Linked DNA regions of Pan troglodytes: region 2 is linked to region 1. Evidence: chromatin contacts called from public Hi-C data. All regions are on one chromosome and are shown on one strand. The core of a region is the stretch at or near the end of the contact, and the rest is flanking DNA. Distances in the headings are between cores, read along the strand shown. Region 1 holds the start of CT62 (cancer/testis associated 62). Region 2 overlaps THSD4 (thrombospondin type 1 domain containing 4).

Region 1 (3,086 bases), core at 500-2,999:
TAAATACCTGTCTCAAATGAATGAATAAATCAATCTTGTTTGAACAAATCTTATTAGTTTTGCTTTTTTAAAATTATGGTAAAATGTACATAACATAAAAATTTCCATTTTAACCATTTTTAAGTGTATAATTCAGTGACATTAAGTACATTCTAAAGTTGCGCAGGTTTTTTTTTTTTAATCAGTTCTAAATGGTTTAAACTGGCCAGTATTTACTAGAGCTGTTAGATCGACTTAATTTGGACCCATGAGATTCGTGACACTCAGAATTAATCTAATCCCATTTACACCAGGTGCCTCCCATCAAAATCTGTTTGATCAAGTGTGGAATTATTTCATCCCATTGGAACCAGCTCTTGAATCAGTCAGAACTGGCTCTGCCAGGCTCTGGGCCAGTAGTCGGCGCTCAAAATGGTGTTTCTTTCTTTGGCCTAATCTCTTGAGTAGCCACTTTCCCTTTTGTTAATTTTTTTTTTTTTCTGGAGGACAATCTTCCCTGGGAGCTCCCTTCTGCTCCCACGAAGCGCTCTGCACCCAGCCCTGGTGCTGCCTGGCTCTGGGGCAGGGAGCTTGCATTCTGCCACCTCCTTCATTGTCCTCTCGGTACACCTGCACTTTCAAAACAACCCCTGCAGGCAAGCTTTAGAGGCAGCGATAAACAAACAGGCTGACTGAAATTTAGGGAAACGCCTGTATCTGGACAGCCTCTTCAAATATTTGTCACCCCCTCCCTGCTCTGGGGAAAAACGAGACAGTTCCTCACAGTCACTCTATTTCCTGCCTTCCCAGCTCTGAACACCTTGGCTCGAATGTAAAGAATTTGGCTCTGAATTAGGACTCAAGAAACTGGGCCCTAGTAATTTTCCCTCCATTAACTAAGCGCGTCACTTTGGTCATGCCCTTTTGGGGGCAATAATTTCCCAATTCGTAAAACGAAGGGATCAAAGTTTGATTTTTATCATTATTAATGATAATAATAATAATTATTATTTTTTTGCAGCAGGCTTTTTTTTCCCCAACAAAATATTACTCTGAATAAGACAAGAAAGAATCCCGAACGGCTCTGGCTGTCAGGGTGTGTGTGTCTCCTCCCCATGCTGTCTAACCCCAGTTGGAATTTGGAGGGCTCTTGTCCTTTCCCCTTGGCCTCAGAAGGAGCCCAGCGCGTCCTACGTTGCGTGGGAGTGTGTGTGTGACCAGGGCTCCTTCCTGCCCTTAGAGTCACCGCCCCCTTCTCGCACAGGTTTACAGCACCACTTGCCTCGCCCACTCCCCGCTTTGCCTCCGCCCCATCCTGATGCTGCCGGAATGGCTGTTCCACATGGAAGGATGCCCGCGTCCGTCCCCTGCCCCAGTCCTTCAACAGGTCCCCACAGACCTCAGGATAAGATGAACGCGGAATTCAGGGCCTGGTCTCAACCGCCCTCTCCCTTTTCCTCTCACTTAGACGACCCTGGCCAGCTGGGCCACTCTCCACTCTCGCCCCCTCCCGCCCTCGTGGCCTCTGTCTAGACCGTGCTCCCTCCTACTGGGTGATGTCTCTTCCCCTGGGACCCAGGGACCATCCTGTTGTTGACCTCGGGGGTCGGGGGTGCGGATGGGGGCCGGCCCTTCCCGCGGTCGCCGCCAGGGGGCGGCAGGAGCGGCTCCAGATGACAGCGGGAGGCCGCAAGAGGGGAGGGAGGAAGGACCGAGGGAGCGCGGATCCCGCTCTCGGATCGCAAACTCTGAGCCAGAGCTCTCCGCTCGCGCCTGAACCGCTGGCCGCCCGCGCAGCCCGACGCGGAATCGGGGCACAGCGGAAACCCGTGCAGGGCGGGCGCGGGGCGGCTGGGCGGCGGCGGCCGTCCATGCGGCGGCGCTCGGGGCTGCCCGGCGCCGGGAACCACGCGGGGGCGAGGCGAGGCGAGGCGGCCGCCGGTCGCTCCGGGACGCGGACCGCCAGGTGAGCAGAGCCGCGCGCCCCGCGTCCCCTGCGCGCCGCCCGCGCGGCCCCGACCCGGCTTCCGCTGCCCAGGCTCCGGCTCCCGCTCTCTGGCCGGCGGGGCGGGCTGGCGCGGGCTACCCAGTGGGTGTGTCCGGGGCGCCGCGGGCTGCGCCGCTCCGGGCTCGGGGAGCCAGCGCGCGCCTGTTCCGTGCGGACGGCTGCGCCTCCTTCTCTGGTTCTCTTCCTTGCTGGGAGTCTTGCTCTGTGCTGGCGCCGGCGCTCATCCCTCCACCCTCGACTCTAGGGACAGTCTTAAACTCTAGGGACAATCCACCTCAGTCGTCCCCGGGTCGGGGCCCCGTGCTCCCCGGGTTGGGTCGGAGGGGACCGGCGAGTGCACACCCAGCCCGTGCGCCCCCCACCTCAGCCTCGCCTCCCTCCCGCCTGGGGCCCGAGAGCCGGGCAAGTCTCGGTCAGCGCTCCTTGAGTCCTGGCCTGGGGCCTCGGATCTGTGTGTCTGTCTGTCTCAGTTTAGTTGCTGCAACCCAGCGAGCGCCTGGAGCCCGAGTGGATGGGTTGTTTCCGCCAACTCTGGACACTTCCTCAAGTGCAGCCTAAGTACCTGCGGCCCCTTGGCGCACTTACAGAAGTAGCTTTTGCACAGCGAGCTCACCTTGGAGCTCTACAGATCTGGAAGTTAAGTTTTCTTTTTCTTTGAAATAACATCAGCCCTGACTTGGGAAGGGGATTTTAGGGCGTTCTCGGGCCCACCTAAGTATCTGGAATTTGTGGTCTAATAAGTTTTTTAAGCAGTCCGCACCCAGCACCGTACCTCCCAGCCTCCTTTGCCGTCTTACTAAAAATGCATGCTTTGCTTCTCTTCCTGTCTCCTTTGCGATCTCTACCACGCTGCGCTTCGCCCTTTTCGGGCTATGGGTCTAAAGCTTGGACGTGGGTAGCAGTCATTGGATGCCTGTTGGAATTTGGAATTAGAGAAATAGATACCCGAGAGAGATCTAAGGAACCGCCTTGTCCAACCCTCCTTTCACAGTTGGAGGCACCCAGGACCCATAACAGTCTGAAGATTTTTCAAGGATCACACAGCTTTTAAAATCTGCGTGTCTTCTACTTGATTGATATTGTTGGAGGTGATGGAGTA
Region 2 (3,378 bases), core at 181-2,680, 220 kb after region 1:
ATGAAAAAAAAAATCTCAATCATTGGGGAGAGATCACCTCGGTGGATGGCCTTTCGCATTGCAATCCATTAGGAAGAGGAAATAAAGTGATGGAGGCCATCCCCTGCTCAGCCAGCACATGTGAGGCATGTTCACACACTGTCTCCCTCTCCCCACAAAATGCTCAAGCTTCTAGAATGTTTTTAATCAAGGGATTTAGGGCAGTGTTTTTTAACTTCTAGAATAAAAATGTTACAACCTTGGTCTGAGTGGTGAGGGCCCAAAGATACAGGGAAGGAAGTGGTAGATAACAAATACATTAATACCCTTTATTATGAGTTCATAATATTTTGTTAAATCTGAAATTCAGTTGTCATTTAAACAGAAGAGATTCAAATTCAAGTTATAGAAAAGTTAAAATTTCTAATTAGCAATATTTAAAGCAAGGAATTTTATACTTTATCATTTTAACTGTTAAGGGAAAAAAGTAATTTGAGTGTGATTGTTTTTCTTAAAGTTGAAGATCAGTATCCAGAATGTTTGGAGTTATCGCTGGTCATGAACTATATTCCACGTGGAACCATATCTGAGTTTGTTTTGAAGTACCACATGTTCAAATCACTGAATTAGACTTTTTAAGAGACATAAAGTGTTATATTTCTGTCAGAGGTGCTTTCCAAACCCAAATCTAAAAATTTATCATTTCTGTTCCTTAAAGTATCATTTTAATTTATAACTTATTTTCCCTTATTTGGCAATTTGGATACAGTGTCTGAAGCAGTAAATGGATTTAACCCCAATCTGATTTTTCTGTAAGAAGTAGGAGAGAGTCTAAGAATGACATACAAACCTGTCAAACCTGTTAAAATGAGCTAGACTTTCACACTTTCACCGGTGGAAAATGCTGTTCCTTCATGTGAACTGAAGGTAACTTTGATCACATTTTAGTACATGCCTTAGGATGGCAAAGGGCAGTTTTTGCAAGGCACAGTTTACTTGAGGGCCTTCCAATCCTTGGGCTAAATCAGAGAGAGAGGGGGGAGAGGGAGTGTGTGCATGCATGCATGTGCTTTGTTTTGGAGAGAAGTGGGAGGCAAGGAGGAAAGAGAAGGACTGTAATGATGTAGTGACCGCCTTGGTCCTGGGCTAGGCAGAGGAAGTCTGTGCATGTGGATGTGCCTTAGTTGGGTACAACACTGAAAACATGAAGTGGTCATTTTCCAACCCAATAACTGTAAGGGGTGGTAGTGGCTGCAGCAGCCAGGCCAGTGGTAGGGTCTATAGTGGCCCCACCTGGACACACAGCATGTGATTGCATTCCAGTCCAGGGGGACCCAGGGTAGAGCCAGGCCCAATGCCCCTGTGGGAGCCAGGAGTGAAAAGTGGGCAGAGCCTGAGGCAGTGGGAGGAAACCTGCCCCTGGAGGGCTTGATGCTCCTTACTCAGTGTTTCAGCCCAGGAGAAAAACCACAAATACTTGCCTTGTGAGCCAAACCCTAGCTTAACAAGGATCAGCTAGTTAACATGTGAAAAGTTGTCCTAAATGGAAACTGGATAAACAGGTCTGGCCTGATAAATAGCTAAAAGGTTTCCCAATCAGGGATGGGGTGAGAGAGGCTTGGACATTCTGGCCCGCAGGTCATTCATTATGCAAATTCTTACTGGGCTCTGGGAGGTTCTCAAGAACTTGGGCCCTGGGAGAGAGGGCCCCTCAGCCAGTCTGAAAGATGAGGCTCTGCCTGAACACATGAGGAGGGCCTTTGCATACCCCAGGTGAACCTAGTAGAGGCTGAGCCCACAGGAGACGTTCCCAGCAGGCTTGAGTAAAGGTTAGGAAAGTGATTTCTGCATGCAATGTGATGTAGGCAGAAATGGGCAATTTGAAGATCAAATGGGGCTCTCATTTACTAATGACTGTGGGCAACTTTCTGGTCCTTCCAGCCTCAGCCCCTTCCCTGTGTAAACTGGTGGAGCTGATAAGTTCCTGGAAGGATTATGAGGATTAACTGGAAAAATGTATGTAAAATGCCTAGTTGTACCTAGAAAAGAGTAGTGCTCATATTTTTCTTCCCTGTTCTATCATTAAACTGTTCGCCCAGCAATGCCCCAAAATCTTATCTGCTTATTTCTCTCTAAGAACTGGGTTCAAAATATGGTTTCAAACACTGAAGAATCAGAAGTTTGAGCTTTGAATCCTGGAGTTTCCCTAATTAGGTGTGTGACCTTGAGCCAATCCTACAGTCTTGGTATCCCATGAAATGGGAGGATTCTCCAGGTGATGGCTTAGGCACCCCCACCCCCCGGCCCACTCTGAGCTTCTTTCCGAACACTCAGCAGTAGGACAGGAAGATCTGAAAGCAAGGGGTCTGCTTCATGTAGCGTGATAAACACTCTTTGGACCGGAGTCTGAACACTTATAGATATCAGGGAGGTTCACATTGCTCCAGTTCATACTCGCGCGTGGATCCTAGAATTGGGCCATGAGGTAATGCCGAGAGTATGTGAACTGTTATTAATTAATACACTGGTCTACTCTGCAGTGAGGTTCTTTCGGCTCTGATTTCTCCTTTTATGGTGTCTTTAGACACAGGCAGGAGGTTAGGAGGTAGTTGACAGAGGAGTTACAAACACGCGTATTCACTGCATCAGGGCTGGAGCTTAGCTTTTGTTTTTGAGTTAGTTCTGTTGTTTGGGCTTGGTTAATCTGTGCCTGAACACTGAGATTATTAGAAGGAAAAGATACCCTTAACTGGCCTCTTGCAGCAACAGACACTTGGTGGGAGGTAAGAGAAGGGGGAAATGGGCCAAGGGAGAAAAGACCTTCCAACTCTACCCAACCGAGTGGACCTATGAAAGACTGAAATCTCCAGTTTAATGTAGCCAGAACTGAGGTCAGGGTCTGGCCATTGTCTGGAAACCAGAGTTGGAGTTCTGGGGCTGTCAGTGAAGACCTGTCTGTCCTAAAGGTCACCTCTGTTTCTATAGAAACAGGTGCCTGAGTGACCAGTGTTTATGGGATAAAAGCAGGCTCCTTGCAGGACATCACACTGTGTCTTGCTCCAGCCACTGGCCATCTCTGCGGCCTCGCCTCTTCTCAGGACATTTTGTCCTGACCTCACCTACCCCGAGATCTTTTTGTTAGCTTTGTGTTCTGCCCTTAAGATATCACTTAAGAACTCCCTCTGGGTTCTTCATCGCATTTTAGCATTCTTAGTATGTTTTATCTCCATTAAACTTTTTCAATGTTCTATGCTGGGTTTTTTGTATTTTTTGTCTCTGTCTACCCAAACTGTTACTTCTGCCTGAGCCTCCCTTTTATTGATTTTTTTAATCCAGAAATACTCCTACGCATCCTTCCAAACCCCCAAGTTTAATGACTCAGGAAATCTTTGCCGACCC

The links. Hi-C and Micro-C count contacts between places; a contact is called where the count stands out from the background.
Region 2: a contact with region 1 is called in a Hi-C map of induced pluripotent stem cells, with 1.9 times the contacts expected there. The contact joins the enhancer-like site here to the promoter of CT62 in region 1. A contact is called at or near these places in 1 of 7 Hi-C or Micro-C datasets (induced pluripotent stem cells) and 1 of 1 datasets of contacts at active chromatin or transcription factors (stem cell-derived excitatory neurons).

Annotation. Positions count from the first base shown.
Region 1 is chr16:63,113,533-63,116,618 of NHGRI_mPanTro3-v2.0_pri, forward strand. CT62 (cancer/testis associated 62) reads right to left here and starts at 1,750. Exons shown (of 4, transcript NM_001252009.3): 1 at 1,379-1,750; 2 at 1-7. It overlaps THSD4 (thrombospondin type 1 domain containing 4), which reads left to right and starts at 1,721. Exons shown (of 18, transcript XM_009429466.5): 1 at 1,721-1,945.
Region 2 is chr16:63,335,956-63,339,333 of NHGRI_mPanTro3-v2.0_pri, forward strand. The region is part of intron 6 of THSD4 (thrombospondin type 1 domain containing 4); the gene reads left to right. Among named protein-coding and RNA genes, the nearest start is that of CT62, 220 kb to the left of the region's middle. Within about 2 kb of position 1,431, at least 1 of the 24 cell types and tissues checked has an H3K27ac peak or open chromatin away from gene starts, as enhancers often do. A contact at or near this core is called in induced pluripotent stem cells, where this site is marked.